Linked DNA regions of Mus musculus: regions 1 and 3 are each linked to region 2. The links are chromatin contacts, called in public ChIA-PET and Hi-C maps. All regions are on one chromosome and are shown on one strand. The core of a region is the stretch at or near the end of the contact, and the rest is flanking DNA. Distances in the headings are between cores, read along the strand shown. Region 1 overlaps Gucy2c (guanylate cyclase 2c). Region 2 holds the start of Atf7ip (activating transcription factor 7 interacting protein). Region 3 overlaps Gucy2c (guanylate cyclase 2c).

Region 1 (3,789 bases), core at 1,197-3,696, 220 kb after region 2:
GTCTTACTGTGTAGTGCAAGCTGGCCATAAACTCACATTCTCTCGCCTCAGTCTGGGATTACAGGCACGGGTCACCACATCTGGTGGCACGGGCGGTTTCTAAGCTTCTCCTAGGCTCCACACTATACTGTATGATGAATCTTCAATCTTTCACAATATACCAGTAGATCTCTGAAGATAGCTAGTTAGACACTGCTCATAACGTGGCTAGCTGGACACAAGGCATGTTTGCAGTCTTCCCAACACTCAGCAGAACTAGCCTGAGCACACAGACTCACAGGGGCAGAGGCCAGAGCTTCGATCTGAATCCTGTGCCTCAATGCCAGGGTTCTGATCTACACATATCGGCTTCTGCTTTTGACCCCGCTTTTGAAGTAGAGTGCCTTCTAGATCCCAGGTCTGCCTTTTTCATCAAGCACCGCCAATGGACACCAGGCTTGTCCCCTTCTCCCGTCCCCATCTGGAGGGCAAGCCTGTGGGAAGGAGGTACCTCAGCACGAGGAGGGCAATCAGCAGCAGAACTACCAGGATCCCCGTGAGCGTGAAGACGGCAATCATCAGGATTTGAGGGCCTGTGCAGAGAAGGAAGGGGTGTGCATTAGCGGGGCCACAGCACAAATGCGTCCCAGAGCCCCGCCTGGTGAAATGAAGCCCGAGGACAGGAGAGGGAAGAGCCCTTTTGAAAAACATTTTTTGATTAATCTTTTATTGGTGCTATGCATCCAGCATCTGCAGGCTCTGCTCCTCCCCTCCCCTCCCCTCCCCTCCCCTCCCCTCCCCTCCCCTCCCCTCCCCTCCCCTCCCCTCTCTCCTCTTCCTAAGTAGCTCAGAGTTGCCCTAAAACTTATGATCCCCCTGTGTGCTAGAATTATAGGTACATGCCACTAGGCACAGCCATGTAGCTCCTTATTTCTAACCAAAACCACTACTGTCATAGGAACATTAAGTGGTTTCCAACACATAATTTGAAGGGAGATAAGCCTACATGATATTCTCTAGATCTGTGTGTCTAAAGAGGTTCTATGCAGAAAGAAAGAGATGGCTATGTTTAAATGCTGGATGCATACTGTAAGAAAGCCAATTAGAATATTAAACCACAGTGCTGTATACTATTCCTCTCCAAGATTTCTATTATTGAGGGAAAGCAATAACTTGACTGTGTTAGAGTGAATGAATCTTGTGTGTGTGTGTGTGTGTGTGTGTGTGTGCGCGCGCGCATAGTTTGAGTAGAAGTCTTCCATTCACAGATTTTCAGAACAACAAGTGGAGTTCAGGAAAATGGGAGTGTAATCCGAGGAAACACTGGAGGGACGTCCAAGGACGTAAGGGACAAGTTCAGTGTCAGAAGCCACAGCAGTAAAAACCCTCGCAGGCTCATTCTGGCTCACGTGTGTGCAGAGCTTCCCCACCTGGCAGGAAGTAAGTACGCTCCATGAAAGGATGACTCAAAGTGAGAAGCAAAATGTGTAAGGAGCTGGAAGACAAAGGGATATGGTAAAAAGGACAAGGAGAGAGGAGAGAGTTGCATGAGAGAGGGGAGGGGAGGGAGGGAGGGAGGGGAGGGAGGGAGAGAGAGAGAGAGAGAGAGAGAGAGAGAGAGAGAGAGAGAGAGAGAGAGAGAGCACGCGCAAACAAATGCTCAAATAGGGAAAGTGTTCAAATTTTTTTTTTTTTTTAAAGACTGGAGGTCACTTCCAAGTACTTAATGAAATTACTCCAAGAAAAGATGAACAGATTTCTCATTAAAGTTCCACTCCCTCCCCCTCCACCCCCAGGAGTCTCTAACACAGCATGGGGGGACACTCAAGACCCTTGAAGGCACAGCTCGGTTGTCTACCAGCCAGCCTGTACCCACCATGAGTAAATTATTGATTTTTAAATGGCTGAAAGCTTTGAATAAAAGTTTGATCCTCTTTATTTTACCGAGACAAGAAAAAGATGCCCCAATATGAAAATATACTAAGACCCTCCTCTACTGTAAACTTATCACACATCTTGTAATGTTTTTGTTTAATCATACTGTATCCTAAACTTTTCTCATGTTCTCTCTCTCTCTTCCTTCTTCCTCCCCCACCCGCTGACCCTCTGTTGCCCCCAGTCCCTCGCCCCGCCACGCCCCATCCCTCCCCTGCTCCGTCCCAAGCAGAAGCTTAGCATGCGATAAAACTGTAGCACATTTCCATGAGGGCTGCTTGGCAAGCTTTGCCCTGGGGTTGCCTGTCACCTGGCTTTCTAAGTGACTTTGTTTCGCCTCTCACCTAGGCAGGAAAGTGCTCCCACCTCAGGGCTCATGCCATCATGACATCGTGACGTCATGTCATGACCATCATGAGACTGTCATGAAGTCATGTCGTGACCACATTTCTTTTGATGGATACAGTACTTCCACCATGCCTACCACCATCACACACTGCCACCGTAACACACCCCTAGCCCCAGACAAAGAGGAAGTCTGTAGAAAAAATACAACTCCACACTGTGGCATCATACACCCCCATGCCAGAGCATGAGTCTGAGCCACTCAGGTCATTTCAGTCCCTACCTGCCTACATAATGAGCACCCCCTGTGCTAGACATAATGACCATAATTAGATATTTAAACATGCTATTTAAATGAAATCAGTTCATTGTTGTTTAGACAGGGTCATACTCAGTAGTCCAGGCTGGCCTGGATCTCATTTTGTGGCCGAGGATTGCCTCAACTCATGGTAATATTCCCTTCGGTATTCCCAACACTGTGATTACAGATGTGAGCCACCTGGCTAAATGCAGTTGTTTAAAATTCAACCGCATTTTCATTTTGCTTCTCTGTTAAGTCAGGTTCAGGCTACTTCTAAGGCAAACCATCTGTGCCCTCTAGTGGCTATTCTGGTTGTTGCATTCTGCCGGCTTCTCAAAGAATGTACAGTGAACAGCAGGGTGATTTCTAAGTCCTAGGACAGTAGGGCTGGAGGGAACTCGGTAAACAGGCTGCTTTGCTAGAGGAGAAAGCTTTTAGTTGTAATCAAAGCAAACTGACTCATGTTAACGCAATTGTCTTTGGCTATGCTACCCTGGACCTGCCTTTTCATCTAAATTAATGGTTTTAGTGCTGGGTCCAGTGTGTGTGTGTGTGTGTGTGTGTGTTTGTGTGTGTGTGTGTGTGTAATTAATATAATATAATATATCACTATATTATATTTAATAATATTATATAACATTATATATTCTTATGATATTAATGTTACAATATATATTGTAGATTATATAGAATAAATTACATATTGAATGTATTGAATATATTGAATAATTGAATACATAATTATTCAATTATTCCAGTGCAGTATGCTTCAGCAACAGGTATCAGTGACTATTAGACCCCAATCTTGTACAGTATGTTGTAAAAAGACACATGAACAAGCAAATGTGGCGTGAGTACCGTGCAGGCGTCACACAGGGCTAGACAGATCCTTTCCTGAGGTGCTGAGCAAAGCTGAGGAGAGGTGAGATCCAGCAAATATTCCTTGCTTAAAACATTGAGTCTGTAGCAGTAACAGGATAAAGTACACATTTTTATGTCTATTCAATTTTGCTGATTTTCTGACTTTGTTTTCTAGGGGGTCCCGCTTATATGGAAACCATCTTCAAGACAGGGTTCGAATGTGGATGGGTCTAACCAGAACTCACTGGGCTTGTAAAACCCAGCCACAAACCTGGAGAGTCTAGGCAAGATGAGAAGAAAAGATAAACAAGCTAACTGCCTACAGCTTGCGCGGAAACCACATCGAGAGAAGGAAACTCAGCAAGAAC
Region 2 (3,973 bases), core at 198-2,697:
CACTCAGCTGGGTGTTTCCCCTTTCAAGGCCTCTTGTTAGATTAAGTCAAGTCTATTCTAGATATTCTCTCTTTCAACTCAAAATCAATCTAGAATCTTAAATACATCTATTAAAAACACTTACCTTTTTCCTTTTCCCTTTTTTGGAAACAGGGTTTCTCTATATAGCCCTGGGTATCCTGAAACTAGATCTGTAAACCAGGCTGGCCTTCAAGTCTTAGATTTGCCTGGACACTGTATCACATTTTATGACCCCAGAAGTTGTTTCTTGAATTTCAATTTCCTTGGGTTTGCCTGTTTAATGTCCTAGTTGAATTGTCAAGTACAGGACAATAATGAAAGCTGTGAGCTTCTTTGGAGAGAGAGTCTCAAGCTCTAGATGATCTGGGAGCATGTGGCCCCAGGTTGTCCTTGTTCTCTCAAGACCTGCCTCATCTCCCTGAGTGCTTCTGGGAATTGAGCCACAGCTGCCCATGGGAGTGTAGATTTCCTCAGCACTGACAGCTACTTAACTTTTTGATTGGTTAAGTTACTATTGAACAAATACTTAAAGGGAGAAAATTAAGTTTAAGGGATTCCACCTAATATTATTTTTCTGGCTCTTACTGATTTACAAAACATATTTAGAATCTTTTCTTCATTCTAGCTTCTCTCAATTTGTCGGAACAGTGATTACTGTCTCTATTTAAGCGACACGTGAATTTATGAGGTGTGAAGGCATGATTGGTACTGCTTGCTCTCTTACAGGATATCCCCCCAAAAGATGTTCATCTCCACATCTTGATGATTAACACAATTAACTTAGTGAACTTTAAGTGATACCTGTAACACTTTGACAGAGTTTGAGGCCGATAGATTTCAAATTCCAGACCAGTGTGGGCTACGTGGCAAGTTCAATGGCTAGACTGAGTTAAACTGCACGAATCTTCATCAACAAAACAAAACAAAAAGATAAAAATTAAAAAAAATTTTTTTTTCGAATAAATTACCGTACTCTAGGTTCTCTAGACTTATGGAAAAATCTTTTCGCTTTTTAAACACCTACTTTTTTTTTTCTCAAGTCTCATGGAGGGGTGGCCACTGAGGAATCTCCATGCAAAAAAAAAAATAAAAAAATTAAAAAAAAAACAAAAAAAACCCCAATCACCTCCAGGATAAAAAAGAAAAGAGCCAACCGGAAAAAAAAAAAATCACCTCCGGATGCGATCGAAAAGACGGCAGCGCCACCACCGCAGACGGGCTACAATTTCAAGGCAGGAGGCGTGGCCAAAAATCCCTCATTCAAATAAAAAACCAGGAGATTTGCATGGAGAATAGGCATCGCGCACGTTCATTGGCCGATCGCTCAGTGGGTGGAGTACATAGTGTGCCCACGAAGCTCCGCCCCCATCTATTTGCATAACGGCCCCGGCGCGTGCTGGGGAGAAGCGGGTTTGTTTTTGAATCTGCGGTGGCGGCGAGTGGAGCGCACGGCTGAGACGGCAGCGTCCGGGACGGCTGCACGGGACGGCTGCGTAGGAAGGAACTCGGGTCCCAGGCTCTCACCTCCCGCCCCCGAAGGTATACGCGAGTGCCAGGGGCTGTTCTAACCACTGTCGGAGAAATGACTATTGTATTTCGGAAGAGTCAAGACCGCATTATGGCGGCTGCGGGAGTTGAGTGTGCGCCTGCGCGGTTGCGAAGCTGCGGGCGGGCGCTGCATGGGAGCACGTGATCGCGTGGGGTCGGGCTCTAGCTGCAGTTGAGCAGCTGGCCGGGCGGTGGCTGCGCAGGCGCAATATTCATTTTCAAGAGCTAATGTTCTTGTTGGACGCCATTTGGGTTCTAGATTTAATTTTCTCATTCTCGAGGGGGTTTCGTCTCGTGCTTCTTCTTTTCACATTTTCCGAGGAAAACGTTTCTCTCGTGTCTTACACCTACCCGCACCTTAAAATCCTTTATTTCTCTCACGGTTTCACCGGTGCAGACTTGATATTTTGGTACAAATTGCCTCTTGTGGTTCTCGATTATAATTTCGCGTTTAGTTAGGTATTTCTGGATTCGCGTTCCATTTAGGGAGATAAGATCGGCACCTAGTGGTGCTCTCGGGGGAAGTGCATTTACTTCAGCTGCACTTTTGTAAATACATTTTTAACCCTGTTTTTACCGGTTCGCTTTTGGATGTGCAATGTTTACAAAATAGAAACTTTTATTTTTGATTTGTTTGAGAGGACAAGAAAAGGATGTACAAGTTAAGTTGAAATCTCAATTTTCTCAGGTATTACATCTTTATTATTTTTTTTTTTAAAAAGGAACATTTCATCCAAAGTCAATGAAGTTTTAATCCAAACACTTGAGTCTTTCATGTTTTTAGTTTTACTGTTTCTTCAGTTAGAGAAATGTTAAAGAAAATTAGTGAACACGATTTCTCATTATTTTGGGATGACGTATAAGCTATTATATCATTTTTTGATGAAGAATTTTACAAATATTACAAGTTCTATTGAGGTCCTTATTTAAGGGAATCAATTAAACATTTTGAGTTTTTGAAAAAAATATGTGCACTGTAGTATATGTGTATAATGTACACTTTAAATATGTTTTAGGTGTATATGTCCTGGTTTTAGTTTCTTAAAATAACTATGGGTGTGCTACTGATTAAAGTTGTGATGCCACTAAATTTCAGTTGTATGTAGCACAATTAGGTCAGTTGTATGTAGCACATTGGGTCAGTATACGTATAATTTAATATAATTTTCTTATTCTACCCGTTGTTTCTTACTAGTCTAAAAACTTGTGTTTTCATAAACATCTGTCATTCATATGTATAGTTGCTTTTTTGGTTGCTTATGTAACCCAAGTTTAAATCAGTCTGTTGTCAAATTAAGTGCTGTTATAATGTCGATTGGTTTGGGCTATCTCTATTACCCGAAACAAATACTCTTAGAAATAATAGGATATAATTGAAAGGAACATTTTGGGCTGTTTTTTTTTTTTTTTTTTTTTTTTTTTTTTTTTTTTTAAATGCTGTGACATATGCCCTGGAATGGAAGGACGGGGAAGGAAGTCTTCTCCTCCTGTAGCTAGCAGGTCTAAAGTTGATGTAATGGGAATCTTGAGCCTCTGCTGTCTTGTACCAGGAATGAAGGCAGTTCTGCCTTTTTGAGACTTTGATGCTTCTGAGGTGGTTTCCCCTCACCCCATTTTGTACTCCTAGTATTTGAGTTTATGTATTTAAGCTTAACATTTTTGTTTGAATGCATGGGTAATTGTGTCATGCGTTAATATTGAGCATCATAAGAGGCACTAGAAAATTACATAACATGCAATTTCAATATTGATGGGACAGTTTTGCTGTATTTCTTAGAAGGTAAATGTAATTTTAAGTTTACTAAAATTAATGAATTGTCTGAATGTCAGTGGTTGATTCTTTAGTATTTTAGAAACAAGTACTAAAAGTTTGAAATTTTAGTTTGGTTATAATTAAATGAAGCATTGTGCATGTATGTACACACACACACACACACACACAGACAGACAGACATGTTACTCAAAGTATGAACAATCACTGATATGTAGTTTAGAAAGAATCAGGCTGGAATGATTTAAGTCATAAAATTAAAATTTTATTTTTTAAAAATTACTTGATTTTGTACTCTGTTGGAATATTTTCACGTCCACAGTATGAAGATTTAGTATTGTGTTAATCGCCCTTAACTACTGTGGTGATGTTTGTAACTTCACTTTTGCTGTGGTAGATCAGTCTATAAATATTTATCACTATATATACATATAAATACGTACACACACACACACACACACACACACACACACACACACACACACACTTACATGTGTATGTTTTCCAAGACAAGGTTTCTCAACCCTGGCTGTCCTGGCACTCACTCTGTAGACCAGGCTGACCTTGACCTGCCTGCCTTTGCTCTGCCTCCCAAGTGCTGGGATGAAAGTCATGTACCATTACTGCCTGATT
Region 3 (3,974 bases), core at 1,109-3,608, 200 kb after region 2:
TTCCAAGTCCCAGGGACTGAATGGGGCACATGTGTGTCCCCCACCTCTTTGCCCAGGTTTATAGAGGAGAAACTACTTTTTATTTGGAAAATAGTCATTAGGACAGATGGGGGTGGATATGGGAGGGGTTAAGGAACCAGCAACCTGGAGAAGCCTCAGTTACTGTGTATACCCCAGCATGAATGTTATAGACGAGTGTTGGTTTCCTATCTGCTACCCAAGATACTGAAGGAAGATGGGAGACAGGTTGGATCATCTAGGTTTCCTATCCAAGACTGCTCATCAATAGTAGCCAGTGGAAGCAAGCTTTGAAGTCAGGTCTCACTGAGCTCAGTTTCCGCAATTTTACCAGAGCTAGGCTACCTAGCTTATCCTTACACTCAATTAACAGCTTGCCACACCGGAACGGGAAGAGACCATTGCTTCTTGCTTGTACAAAGCCATTGACCAAACCATCACATTGTGATTCCTCATTTATCTTAACATTCCGGGGGAACTTATTCGAATGACAGTGTTCTGAAAACATTAAGCTCTTTGGGGATTTCAGTCCTAATGCCCTTTCTCTTCTGTCCTGACTATGTTTCATGAAGTTCGCTCATAGATGGTCTGATGGCAAGACACCTGCCTCGTCGCCCACAGACAACTTCTAGTTCTTGTGACTTGGACTTTGCTTGTGATGTCAAGAAGAAAAGCAAAGACACCAACACTGAATGCCTGAGAGCCTCAGAGAGCGTTCACACAGCACATGCGGCAGACTTGAGTTTCCATGCTGAGTCTGAGGACAGACGGACAGCAGTTTGCCTGAAGGCAGAATGTAGACTTAATGAGATATTAGAACTCACAGCCCTCTACTCAGTCCATAATCCTCACAGTAACTTCTTTGCTTTGGGAATTCAGAGTGAAATCAGGAGGTTCAGCAAGGTTCAAGCATTTTGAACCCTGAAGGGTCTATAAAAGGAAACCACCCTAGACTGCCCCAAACAAACCAAAGGCCAAACCAAATGCAGAACAAAACCAGCAATGGGGAGAGGCGGCCACGTTGAAGGTTTCAGCTGGGAGCCTGGCTGTGGAATCACGGGAAGCCATGTTTACAGGTGGCTGGCCTTACCGTGGGAGGAGCATGAAGTTAAGGTGGTCAGCCCTGTCCCTCTCCGCCTTGTACAGCTGAGTCCTTTCCTCCACCAGATGTTCCAGGTTTCGAGAGTACAGCTGGAGACGTCGGATCAAGGTGTCCATGTAAGACTCGTTTTTCTGGTCATGGAAAAGGCTGCAGGTGGTAACAGATGAAGGATTTTTACACATCACTGGGAAGGGGTGTGAGGGGGGTCTCATGATGTTGTGTATGTTAAAGATAATGTTTATAACATGCTAAGACATAGAAAAAAGTTCTGAGATCCCACAGCCATTCTGCCATCGTGATTACGTCATTGACAAGTTCCCACTTCTGCCCTCAGACGGTGTAGGCTTGCTTTGTATAAGTGAGTGTGTGTCTGTGTGTTTCTGTGTTTGGTATGTGTGTGTGTCTCTGTGCCTCTCTCTCTGTATATGTGTATGAGAGACTGGTTGTGTCTCTGTGTGTCTCTGTGTGTGTGTTTATGTGTATGTTGTGTCTCTGTGTATGTTTATTGTGTGTGTTTGTGTGTATGTGTGTGTGTGAGAGAGAGAGAGAGAGAGTGTGTGTGTCATAGTATGGGTTTGAAGGAGGTTTGAGGACACCATCATTGTTTTGGGTATGAACTCAGGTGACTAGTCTTGTTGACATCTCCACAGTCCCAAGAGACAGAACTTTTTTTATAACAAGCTCCCAAGGGCTCTTACTTGACCCCAGCAGTAAAGGTTCGTTAGGCAGAATGGGATCAGGAGCAAGCACAGGGGAGGTGGAAATGAATGGATTCAATTAAAAGTTTCCCCATCTTAACTATGGATCTTCGTCACCTAGGGAATTATTAAAACTCCCGCTAAGTTACACCTTAGCCCTGTTACATCAAATGCTCTAGGGCAGAATTAAGGTGCCAGTGTTTCTTAAAGCTCCTTGGGGAATCTCAAATGAACAGCCATGTTTGAGACCCACCAGAGTCAAGGGTAAAGACCAGGGGCCCATGATCTATCTCCATGAGAGTCCCTGTCACTGATACTGCACTGTCCCATCTGACCTCGGTGACAGCCAGGGGAGGAGTGAAAAGGCGAGAATTGAATCTGTTGCTAGTTCCTGCTCTATTCAAACAGTGCACACTTCTGCCAATCAGACCATGGCTCCCATCTCTGCCTTGGCTTCTCACCTCAGCAGGTGTCTGAATCTTAGGGCCTAAGGACACCTCCAGAAAGTCAGAGATGGAAGGAAGTTTAGAAACCACCCAGCTCACTCCAGTTTCATGAATGAGGAAGTTGGTAGCCTGCATCTGCGTCTGCATGTGCGTGTGCATGTCTGTGTGTGTGTGTGTTGATTTGCCCTCTGTTCCCAGCAAGCCAGCATTATGTCTTCCTTGGTGCTTGGTTTCTCAGTTCTCCAGTCACTGTCCCTTTCCCATCTGTAGTGTGTTATCTAAAAGCACACAGCATCGAGGATTTGGTATCGCTGGATCATGGGATATAACACCCATTTTGAACACGAAGGCTCTAGTGATTCAGAAAACAAATCTAAAGTGTCTGGGGCCATAGCTGGTGATTTTGGAGATCTTTAAAGCTTGCTGACCTTGGTGGCTGGAGAGATGGTTCATAAGAACCTATCCTGCCTTACCAGAGGACCCTCGGTCACCTCCTAGGACCTATGTCAGGGGACTTACAGATCCAAGTTCAGGTCTAGGGAATCCGGGTGCCTGCGCACAGGTACACAAACCCACACATATACAAAGAATTAAAAATAAAAGCTAGATCTTAAAAATATTAAGAACTTTCTAATGTTAAGAATTACCCATCTGGGCCCAGAGACATGGCTCAGTGGTTAAGAACACTGACTGCTCTTCCAGAGGACCTGGGTTTGATTTTCCAGCTCCCTTGTGGCAGCTCACAACTGTCTGTAACTTCAACCCCAGGGTCTGATGCCTTTTTTGGCCTCTGTGAGCACTGCATGCACAAGGCACACAGACATACATGCAAGAACCCCCCTATATGTGTGTGTATATATATATATATATATATATATATATATATATATATATATATATATATATATATATATATATATATATACATATATTACCCAGGAGCATTATAGAATCCCAGGACCCAGGTTAGACTTCCAGAAGGGTCTGGAAGTCTGGAAATTATGCATTTAATTAAAATATGTTTCATACATGTTTTCTTCTCTGTTAATTCTTCCCAAATCCTCCCTACCTCCTCATGCACCCCAACTTTAAGGTTCTCTTAGAAACTATGTCTTTTTCAGACTTATTAGCTTAAGTGTGTGTACTGGAGGAACACTGCTCCTGGATGCAGCTGCCCAGGAAGCCAGAAGCATCCTATCTCTTGGAGCTGGAGTCACAGGCAGTTGTGAGTCTCCTGATGTGGGCTATAGGAACCAAACTTGGTTCCTCTGCAAGAACAGTGCGTGTCTTAACTGATGAACCATCTTTCTTGCCTCTGGAAACTATTTTTAATGATAAAAAGTATGATATATTATGATGTATTTTGTCCCTGAGTGTTTAACTTTATGAGAGCATGTCCCTGAGAAGTGGTCTTTTTTACTTCTGAATCATTTGCATTTTATGTGACAGGTGTTGGTTATAGCCTGAGAATTTTATTGGCACAAACATTTTCATTCCGTGGTAGCACTAAATGTCAACTATCCAATCACCATTAAAGAATTCAAAATTGGGCTGGGCGTGGTGGCACACGCCTTTAATCCCAGCACTCGGGAGGCAGAGGCAGGCGGATTTCTGAGTTCGAGGCCAGCCTGGTCTACAAAGTGAGTTCCAGGACAGCCAGGGCTATACAGAGAAACCCTGTCTCGAAAAACCAAAAAAAAAAAAAAAAAA

The links. Hi-C and Micro-C count contacts between places; a contact is called where the count stands out from the background. ChIA-PET counts read pairs in DNA pulled down with a chosen protein or histone mark.
Region 1: a contact with region 2 is called in an RNA polymerase II ChIA-PET map of memory CD8 T cells, with 373 read pairs. The contact joins the enhancer-like site here to the promoter of Atf7ip in region 2. A contact is called at or near these places in 9 of 39 promoter capture datasets (the 3T3-L1 cell line, 3T3-L1-derived adipocytes, hippocampal neurons and 4 more), 6 of 484 Hi-C or Micro-C datasets (the N1E-115 cell line, cerebral cortex, cortical glia and 3 more), 4 of 115 datasets of contacts at active chromatin or transcription factors (the 230-238 cell line, forebrain, memory CD8 T cells and 1 more) and 1 of 9 other capture datasets (liver).
Region 3: a contact with region 2 is called in a Hi-C map of bone marrow-derived macrophages, with 4 times the contacts expected there. The contact joins the enhancer-like site here to the promoter of Atf7ip in region 2. A contact is called at or near these places in 4 of 484 Hi-C or Micro-C datasets (bone marrow-derived macrophages, cerebellar granule neurons, cerebellum and 1 more), 1 of 115 datasets of contacts at active chromatin or transcription factors (stem cell-derived neural progenitor cells) and 1 of 9 other capture datasets (liver).

What each region holds. Positions count from the first base shown.
Region 1 is chr6:136,740,120-136,743,908 of GRCm38.p6, forward strand. Gucy2c (guanylate cyclase 2c) reads right to left here. Exons shown (of 27, transcript NM_001127318.1): 11 at 491-572. Among named protein-coding and RNA genes, the nearest start is that of Gucy2c, 40 kb to the right of the region's middle. Within about 2 kb of position 2,447, at least 61 of the 459 cell types and tissues checked have an H3K27ac peak or open chromatin away from gene starts, as enhancers often do. A contact at or near this core is called in memory CD8 T cells and second pharyngeal arch cranial neural crest, where this site is marked.
Region 2 is chr6:136,517,404-136,521,376 of GRCm38.p6, forward strand. It overlaps Atf7ip (activating transcription factor 7 interacting protein), which reads left to right and starts at 1,448. Exons shown (of 15, transcript NM_019426.2): 1 at 1,448-1,560. Gm44140 (a long non-coding RNA gene) reads right to left here and starts at 1,350. Exons shown (of 4, transcript XR_001785394.2): 1 at 1,195-1,350; 2 at 1,046-1,089.
Region 3 is chr6:136,711,938-136,715,911 of GRCm38.p6, forward strand. Gucy2c (guanylate cyclase 2c) reads right to left here. Exons shown (of 27, transcript NM_001127318.1): 21 at 1,109-1,267. Among named protein-coding and RNA genes, the nearest start is that of Plbd1, 52 kb to the left of the region's middle. Within about 2 kb of position 2,359, at least 47 of the 459 cell types and tissues checked have an H3K27ac peak or open chromatin away from gene starts, as enhancers often do. A contact at or near this core is called in bone marrow-derived macrophages, where this site is marked.